2 separate regions of the Capsicum annuum genome follow, and region 2 is linked to region 1. A link is a contact called in public Hi-C data. All regions are on one chromosome and are shown on one strand. The core of a region is the stretch at or near the end of the contact, and the rest is flanking DNA. Distances in the headings are between cores, read along the strand shown. Region 1 holds the start of LOC107854912 (probable glycerol-3-phosphate dehydrogenase [NAD(+)] 1, cytosolic). Region 2 holds the start of LOC107854914 (cytokinin dehydrogenase 6).

What was found. Hi-C and Micro-C count contacts between places; a contact is called where the count stands out from the background.
Region 2: a Hi-C map of leaf shows a contact between it and region 1, with 3 times the contacts expected there. The contact joins the promoter of LOC107854914 here to the promoter of LOC107854912 in region 1. A contact is called at or near these places in 2 of 5 Hi-C or Micro-C datasets (leaf and placenta).

What each region holds. Positions count from the first base shown.
Region 1 is chr1:151,172,723-151,177,237 of UCD10Xv1.1, forward strand. It overlaps LOC107854912 (probable glycerol-3-phosphate dehydrogenase [NAD(+)] 1, cytosolic), which reads right to left and starts at 2,281. Exons shown (of 5, transcript XM_016699907.2): 1 at 706-2,281. The coding sequence starts at 1,366.
Region 2 is chr1:151,309,082-151,313,596 of UCD10Xv1.1, forward strand. It overlaps LOC107854914 (cytokinin dehydrogenase 6), which reads right to left and starts at 2,515. Exons shown (of 5, transcript XM_016699910.2): 1 at 1,679-2,515; 2 at 1,231-1,358; 3 at 884-1,144; 4 at 540-802; 5 at 1-449. The coding sequence starts at 2,300. The coding sequence ends at 128.

The DNA.
Region 1 (4,515 bases), core at 1,031-3,530:
CACTTGATGCACTCTTACCACCAAGGCAGAGGCATACCAGTCAACTCCTCTAAACAACAAAAGGCTATACTACGCAACAATTATTCAGCATCAGTTCTTTTTTCCTAAAGGTGTTGCTGCAAGGGGAACTGCTCATAATGCTTGAAGTGCTTAGCAAAGTCAATTAAAAGTATCTATCATCCCCAAAATAAATAACCGACATCCATATTACTCATTCAGCTGCCACATAAGGATGAACCATTGTCCTTTGAGTATTTATAATCATGACCCTGATACCTATACTGACTCATAAAACCTGAAACCTAATCCTCCTTCTAGTCCCCTATACTGGCTGTGCCATAATAGTAAATTAACCGAGAAATGTTTTCGAACTAAGTTTATTGGAAGCTAAATGCTCAAGTCAGCAGAAGAAACAAACATGCTGAATTCTTTTCAAGCATCTAAGAAACATTTATTAAGTGCTCCAAGGATCAGTCACATTTTTCACTACTACAAATAAAATATGATCTGTCCGGAAGTAGAAAGAGCACGATAGCGCCCACATGGCAAACAGGAAAAAAGAAAATTATTCCGCCATTAACCTTGTCAGCTCCCAAGTAGTCAACATTACAACAATGAAGTTATTAACTAAATAAATATCACAGGGGAAAAGTAAAGTACAAGTTTGGAAGAATAATTCAACAGTATGGGAAAAGATTCTCTTACTTGCTCTGTTAATCATTTGTGTTGGGGTAACAATGCGGGGTTCAGGCCCGAGCTCGGCCTCTATTCCCTTTGCCAAGGATATAATGACCGGAACAGTAATACGTTCCTTCCAATACCGACTAATTTCTTGAAATACTTCCCTAGTTTCTGTTGATGGCAAACCATTAATGACAATATCAGCATCCCACACAGCCTCCTGCAAATTGGTAACGACCTTTAAAGGGCAAAGTGGCGTGTCAATCATATTCGAACAAAAGCCATCTTTCAAAATCTCATCGGCATGTAGTGTCCTATCACCTAATCTTGCCTCAACATACTTCAAGTATGCACATCGTCTAATCAGCCTCCTTAACACATCTTCCCTTGAATTGATCACCTCAAATAAATGCTCAGCAGTTGCTTTATCAACATCTCTTCCAGCTCTCCTCCATATTCTAATCTGCACCTTCTCTCGTAAATTCCCATATGCATCCTGCAACATTGCTACAAATACACTGCCCCATGCTCCTGCTCCAACACCCACAATTCTCAATGGATCACCATCCACTTTACCAAAAATTCGACGTAGCTCATCGACCTTCTCCTCTACAGAACCATTAGTACTTTGAATCAACCCATTCGGGTACTTATTACTCGTTACTCCTTCCGTAGATCCAACCATCTTGTTTTCTATCAAAATTTCAAACTATTCCCAATAACCCCAACAACTCAAATCTATCAATCAATTGCAAATACAGAGACTTGAACTTTCTCAATCTTCAAAATCAAATGCATAAACAAGAAACTATAATGTTCCACCAATTTCACTAATAATCAAAGATCAAGCACTCGTATGAATCAACCCCTAATTTCTTAATTATATCAAAAATACCCAAATTCAAGAAAGGTACATCGTTTTATATCAAGAAAATCAAGACCACCTTACCGAAATCAAATCTTTGGCACACTGAAGCATTCAAGAACTATAAACAAAACCAAAAAATGTGATTTTTTTCACATGGCTTTTTATCTAAAACATAGTAGATGGTTTCAGGTAGAAGGAATATTCAAGCAAGCTTTGAAACCTCCGTCAAGTACAAGGACAACATAGGTAAAACAACCCCTTTATAAATGTTGAACAAAAGTGACCGACAAGAGAAGAAAGGTTGACGCGTTTGCGGCTATAGCATTCGTGGGATGACATTAGATGGCTTCTAGAAATGAGTTGGCAATGTTTTTTTTGAAAAGTGTGAAAAACATGGATTTGGAAAGAGGCAAGTGTGAATATTAATAGTGTTATGCAAATTTCTCTTCATTTGCTTCCCAGAAATTAGTCACCTCGCCTTTGCCATTTTTTTCTTGATACTCCTCAAAAATAATATAGTACTCCGTTTATAATTTTTGAACCAGTAATATGTACTTAAGTTATTAGATGTAAAAAGGAGAAATATTTAGGATTTAAGTTTAAAATTATTGTATATTTGATGAAGGTGATTAATATCTAGGATTTAAGTTTGAAGTTATTGTATATTTGATGAAGGTATAAGATTAAACTTCAATTTAATTTTGAATATTCTGCTTTATCCCATGTATCAAAAGGTTTCTTAGCATGAGTTGGTTCACGATAAAGCTTTGCAGAAATTATATAGGTAGGACCCCATGAGAAAATAGTTTATTACCCTAACCTTTAGTCGAAATATCAATTACACTTATACTTTGTGATGTAATATGACCTTCTGAACTATTTTTAAGTGGAATTGATATTCCTTAATGCTGACATAACAGAGAGTGAGCACAAATTTTTTTATTAAAAATTTATTTTAAATATTTCTTTATTTTCTTTATTCATTTTCTTTATTCAGATTTAATTATTCTTTTTCTTTCTTCTTTTTCTTCTTCATCTTCATGTTCTTTCCAAGAACTCATCAATGACATTTAAAATTAATTTATCATTTTTCTTATCTTCAAACACAAAATCAATTGGTTTCGACTTTAAATTCATCGAAAATTTCAAAATATGTATTGTTCATTGTTTCCAACTTCAAGATTGTCGGAAATTTTAAAATCGATATTATCCATTATTTATGACTTCAAAGTCGTCGTAAAATTTAAAATGGGTATTGTCCATTGTTTCCGACTTGAAGGTCGTTGAAAATTTTAAAACTTTCTATTGTTTCTGACTTTAAGGTTATTGAAAATTTGAAATTTGGTATTGTTCATTGTTTCCGGCATCAAGGTCGTCGAAAATTTTGAAATTGATATTCTTCGTTGTTTCCGAATTTAAGATCGTCGGAAATTTAAAAATTGATATTGTTCATTGTTTCTCACTTCAAGGTTGTCGAAAATTTTAAATTCGATGTTGTTTATTATTTCCGACTTCAAGATCATCGAAAATTTTAAAATCAATATTGTCCATTATTTCCGACTTTAAGGTCGTCGTAAATTTTAAAATGGGTATTGTCCATTATTTCCGACTTCAAGGTCGTCGAAAATTTTAAAATTCTCTATTGTTTCCAACTTTAAGGTCATTGAAAATTTTAAATTCCATATTGTTCATTGTTTCCGGCTTCAAGGTTGTTGAAAATTTTGAAATTGATATTGTTCGTTGTTTCCGGATTTAAGATCGTCGGAAATTTAATAATTATATGATCATGTTTCCCACTTCAAGGTTGTCGGAAATTTTCAAATTCGATGTTGTTTATTATTTTCGAATTCAAGATCGTTGAAAATTTTAAATTCGATATTGTTCATTATTTTCCACTTCAAGATTGTGGAAAAATTATTTGCATAGAAGTAGGAATAATAAAGTTTGAAAGGAAAAAGAGATGAAAAGTAATGGTGAAAAAATGATGAAAAATGATAAAAAGTGATTAAAAAAAAAAGTAAATAAAAATTAATTTTAAATAAAAAACACGTATCAAAATGCTGTTGACACGTGCATCACACCTTATCCAAAATGAGTGGTTGTCAGGCTTTGGAAGGTAATAATTTCACTTTAAAATGGTTCAGGGGGCATAGGACCCCGCAAAGTATAAAAATATGTAGTTGAGATTTGAAATAAAAGTTGAGGGCTTTGACCATTTTCTCCCATATTATTGATATTGCTCAATTATTTAGTTAATTTAACAGGAGTACACAGATCTATATAATGACCCCTCGTGATAGTAACATGATTTTCTTCACAGAGGTGATTTTTCATTTTATATATATCGACAATGTTATTTATTATAATAATAATATATTTTTTAATCAAATTATTTCTCTATAATAATTAAATTTATAAGACCCCTCGTGATAGTAACATGATTTTCTTCACAGAGGTGATTTTTCATTTTATATATATCGACAATGACATTTATTATAATAATAATATATTTTTTAATCAAATTGTTTCTCTATAATAATTAAATTTATAAGACCCCTCGTGATAGTAACATGACTTTCTTCACAGAGGTGATTTTTCATTTTATATATATCGACAATGATATTTATTATAATAATAATATATTTTTTTAATCAAATTATTTCTCTATAATAATTAAATTTAAATATTATGTAATAATATTTTGTAGGAAATATTTATAGTAATCATCATCAATATCATGCATGTAGTAAATTTCAAATATGAATATCTAATTTAAGGAAAAAATTACATTTAAATGATGCACATCAGATTTTATAACTTTACGGAAAAAGGCTACTTGCTTTTGCTTTTTATATATTTCTATATCTATATCTATATATATACTATATTAAAAATGTGAAGTATCTTAAAAGCGTTGCTTGAACTTTTTATTCTTTATTAAAAAACTCCGCAATAAATAAAATTAT
Region 2 (4,515 bases), core at 1,265-3,764, 140 kb after region 1:
AGAAATACATGAAGTTAATAGCTATTCACATTTACATTGGCTTCAACCAAGTATTCATTTTCTATTCAATGGTGCTGCAAATCTATCCTTCTTTGAATCTTTATCTAACGTAGAATAACAGTATGTGTTATGAAACTGATACTGCTTTTTGGAAGATTCTCTGGCCAGGAGCAAGCATAGCTAAGGGGTCATAAGCAGATTTCCTCTGCACAAAAACTTCCCATTGTGGACCAAAGTGGGTCCTCCATTGTTCCTGTGTTGTGTAATGAGGCAAATATTGTTTGACTCCAAGGTGTGAAACTCCACAGAAGTCTAAAATTCTTTTGTTCTGAGTTAAAGCATGTCTTAAACTGTCAGCTCCATTTGATGAGGGATTTGCATGGGATAAAAAGGCCACAAGATAGATAATATCTTCATCTGGACAAACAAATGAAGTTCTATTGTCCACCCTGACAAAAAAAAAAAGAAGTAAACATGTCAATTGATTGTCTAGTAATAGATATTTTGTACATACGGAACGTTATGTAAAAGGAAATTACTTTGATTTATGAATTGGATAGACAAGAACAGGGCCACTGTTGGTATCACTCAGGATGTTGCCAAAAACTTCATTAGCAAAGTGTTGTATTTTGCTTTTAGGGACTAGAAGGTTGAGCCATGGATGAGGAAGATCCCATAGTCCTTTCGATCGAAGTTTTAGCTCTGATGCATGAACTCTGTCCAAAAACTCTATATATGTAACTTCTGACATAAATAATGTTGATGGAATATAACTTAATTGGGATAGTAAGTCCTCAATTTCCTGCATGAAACAACAAGCACTTACATGAGAATTATTTCATCAAAAAATAAGCCTTTTTTTCAAGTTATGAACATGCTTTACCTGGTTTACTGTATCGGCCTTTTCGGGGTATATATTTTTGGTTAGTTCAAGGCAATAGAGTGTTCTTCCATCTGATACAAAGTGGCTGGCTTGAACAGGATCTTGAGGGTCAAAAGATGTTCTCCAGTTATTTATTAAACCTGTTTTGTTCTTAATCACCAACCCTTCTATGTAATCAAATGTTTTTGCTGCAGCTATCAAATGCTCTTGGTCTCTAGCAAATGTGAAGAAATCAGAGTACAACACTCTTATCCATTTCACCTGTTGATTAAGGAAAAAACACACGTTCAATAAAACTCGAATGGCTTAAATCGTATAGTCTTGAACACTATGGTGCCAATTTTTACCATTTTCGGGGCTCGTTCAAGAGAGATTCTTGCCCTAGTTATTATGCCAAACTGACCAAGTCCTCCTAGAACAGCATGAAAGAGGTCAGCATTCTGTTCTTGTGAACAAATCAGGACTTCTCCTTTTCCTGCAATGAGTCCCATTCAAGATATGTAAATTAGTTCACGAGCTGAAATTTTGCTTAAATTATTTGATATTTGTCGAATGAAAATGAGTGGTCTTAGCATATTTGTTGAAATTAACGGTCAAATTCCAACTTGTACTATGAAATTGTTTGTAGCTTGTTATTTTAGTCTTCAATAACTAACATATCACGTCAGACCAAAAATACAAGGAAATAACTTGGGTAAATTGTCTTATAACCATTTTTCTGTTATTCTGCCATACCGCCTTTAGCTTAATTGCTAGTCGTACTGAAATCAATTAGTTTCGGAACAATCTTCAAACCTGTAACAACCTCCAGCTGGCGGACATTACTGATTTGAGGGCCGTGACGAAATGCCTGTCCACTGATGCCAGCATTAGACAAAGTACCTCCAACAGTAAGATGGAGGTAATCAGTCCAAGATTTTGGTGCTAGTCCATATTTCAATGTCTCATGCAGTATGTTTATCCACAATTCACCAGCTGACACATCTACATAAGGGAATTGCCCCCTGTAGACTTGCATTTCTTGACCTTGCTGCAGTGACTCCATGTTGATTATAACTCCTCCTCGCGCTTGCGCCTGGCCTAGAAGGGAATGACCGTGGCCTCGTGCAGCCACGGACAGTTCTGATCCCGGTCCCATTTGCCAGACATGTCTTACTATCTCTGAAATATCAGCAACGGATTTCGGATGGACTACTGCTAAAGGGTGGGCATGAATTTGGTTCCCAAAATCCTGGGATGCAAATTCATTGTTTTCGAAAGTGATATGGCCTTGTAGATCAAGAGCCTTCAATGAGGAAAGCACACTAGAGAAACAAAGGTTTGGTTTGGTTATTACCCAAACTGACACCATAATTGTGAAGCTTCTTAGGAACAAAACGTTCTTTTTTTGGGTCAATACAAAGCTTTGGCACGTCATCTCTTCGTTAAAAGGGAAAAGAATAGAAAGAAAGATTATATTTTCTATAGTATAGAAGAGCAATGGGTGAAGAGTTGAGAAGGAAATTTAAAGGGGAGAGATTTAAGATTATATGAGTGGCAGAGTCAACTTATATTGAGTGGTAAAGAAACCGTGGGAAGACTGACTACTTTAAGTAGGAGAATTTGAAGGATTTTTCTTTTGAGTTCCCTTTTGTTTGGGTGCCTTTAGTTTACACTTATATAGGGTTAGTTAGGTTGAGAAAAAGTTATTTCATGATTAGTTATTTTAAAATTGTTATTTCAACATCAATGTAGGATAAAAATAATATTATAATTTCGAAATAAGTTATCTCATGATTTTATTCCAACCAAACATGAGATAAATTCATCCTAAAAATAATCGCAGAATTAGTTATCCTTTGTCCATTATACCAAATTAGCCCATAAGACTATATAAAGCCAGCCATCACATATGCCATGTTGAAGAGAAAAAGTCATCAAAAAAGAAAGATTTCCTCGATCTGTGAACTTTTCTTAACAGTTCCTTCCACAGTTTTTTTTTTCTTTTTTTTTTTAAACCTTTTGTTTAACAGTTGTTATGATTAATTTCAATCTTATAACTTGGTCATGCAAAGTCTTGAATTAATTTACTTAGAAGATACCTTTGGGCTAGGGTTACATACTAGTTGGCATTTTCTTGAATACCCGTTTTGTTGTTGAAAGGCAAACATTGCGTATCTGTATTCAGATTGAATGAAAGGGACACTGCACAAGGGCTAGATGGCATCTAAATATGGGTCCACATGATACGTTAATTTCCAAGAAAATGCATGCTTTTTGTATAGCAAAGAGAAAAAAAAAGTTAACTATGACTCCTTTTTTTATTGTTTGGGACCTCTTAAAAAAGGGGCCACTGGTCATATGCACTAAAAGAAACACAGAAATTAATATTCTTTGCCTATTCTTTTTGCTTCAAATGCATTTAGTATTGATGCCTTAGTACCCAACAAATGGACAAATAAAGAATCATTCTATTGTTTGTGTTTGTAGATTTGCTCCAAAAAAGAAGCTAGTAAAATTTTTGTACTAGATAAACTCAATCCTCTTTTTTTGTTTGAGTGATTTATTTATGATCCATTGGTTTTTATGCTGATCTATCTTTAATGTCTATCTCTATTCTTTGCTGCTATTTGGATCCTATAACAGGCAAGAGAATCAGAATCAGATTATTGCTTTTTTTTTTTTTTCCGAATGGATCATCGGAGCAACCGGTAAAGTTGTCATGTGACTACTGATCAGGAGGTCGTGAGTTCAAGCCGTGAAAACAATCTCTAGCAGAAATGCAAGGCTAGACTGCATATAATACTCTCTTGTGGTCCAGTCCGGCGCTGAATCCCGCGCATAGTAGGTGATTTAGTGCACTGGGCTATCCCCTTCCTTTTTTTTACATTTATTATTGCTTTTGTGAACTCGGACCAGCAGCATGGTTAGATTCAGAGATATGGTTCTTACATTTTGGGGGATTATCTTGTCTTTGCATTGTAGGCCAATGAATTGATGGAAGATCCGTGAAGCTATCATCATTTCAAATCTTGAATAAATTAAGTTGCCAGGATTATATATACACATTTGGAAAGCCAAGTGGATATATTCACCTTTATCAGCTTAACCTTTGTAGGCGAATATTATCTGATATTTGTGTTGATGAAATAATCAAAATTCAGGATATTATGATTATGTCATTTACCACCACGGGTTATAGGGTAATTGAGAGTGTGAGACTTCAGGGTAAAAAGGGTGGAAGAGCTGTTTAAAAGTAAAGTTTTGGTTGATATTAGAGTACTCGAGCAGAAAGAAAGTTGCCTGGATTTGATACAAGCACTAATTTACTATGATTAAGTGATAAATTATAAAAGTACATAGCATTTGATTACGGTTAATTAAGTCACTTAATTCTACCCTCTTGGAAGCAAGAGGTCAGAAGATCAATTTGATCAATGGAATTGGATAGTTAATAGTTTCTTTCTCAAATTCTAAAAAGAGGAGTTGGTCCTACAGTTTGGAGGGTGGTGGGGAGTGCCGGGGTGAGTTGGGGGTAGAGCATGTCAAAGACACATGTTGGTACAGCTGATACATATTTTACTACATTTATAATGCTAATGTGACTAAAAGTATTTCTTTTTCATACCCGAGCTAGCCTCCAGAATCAAATA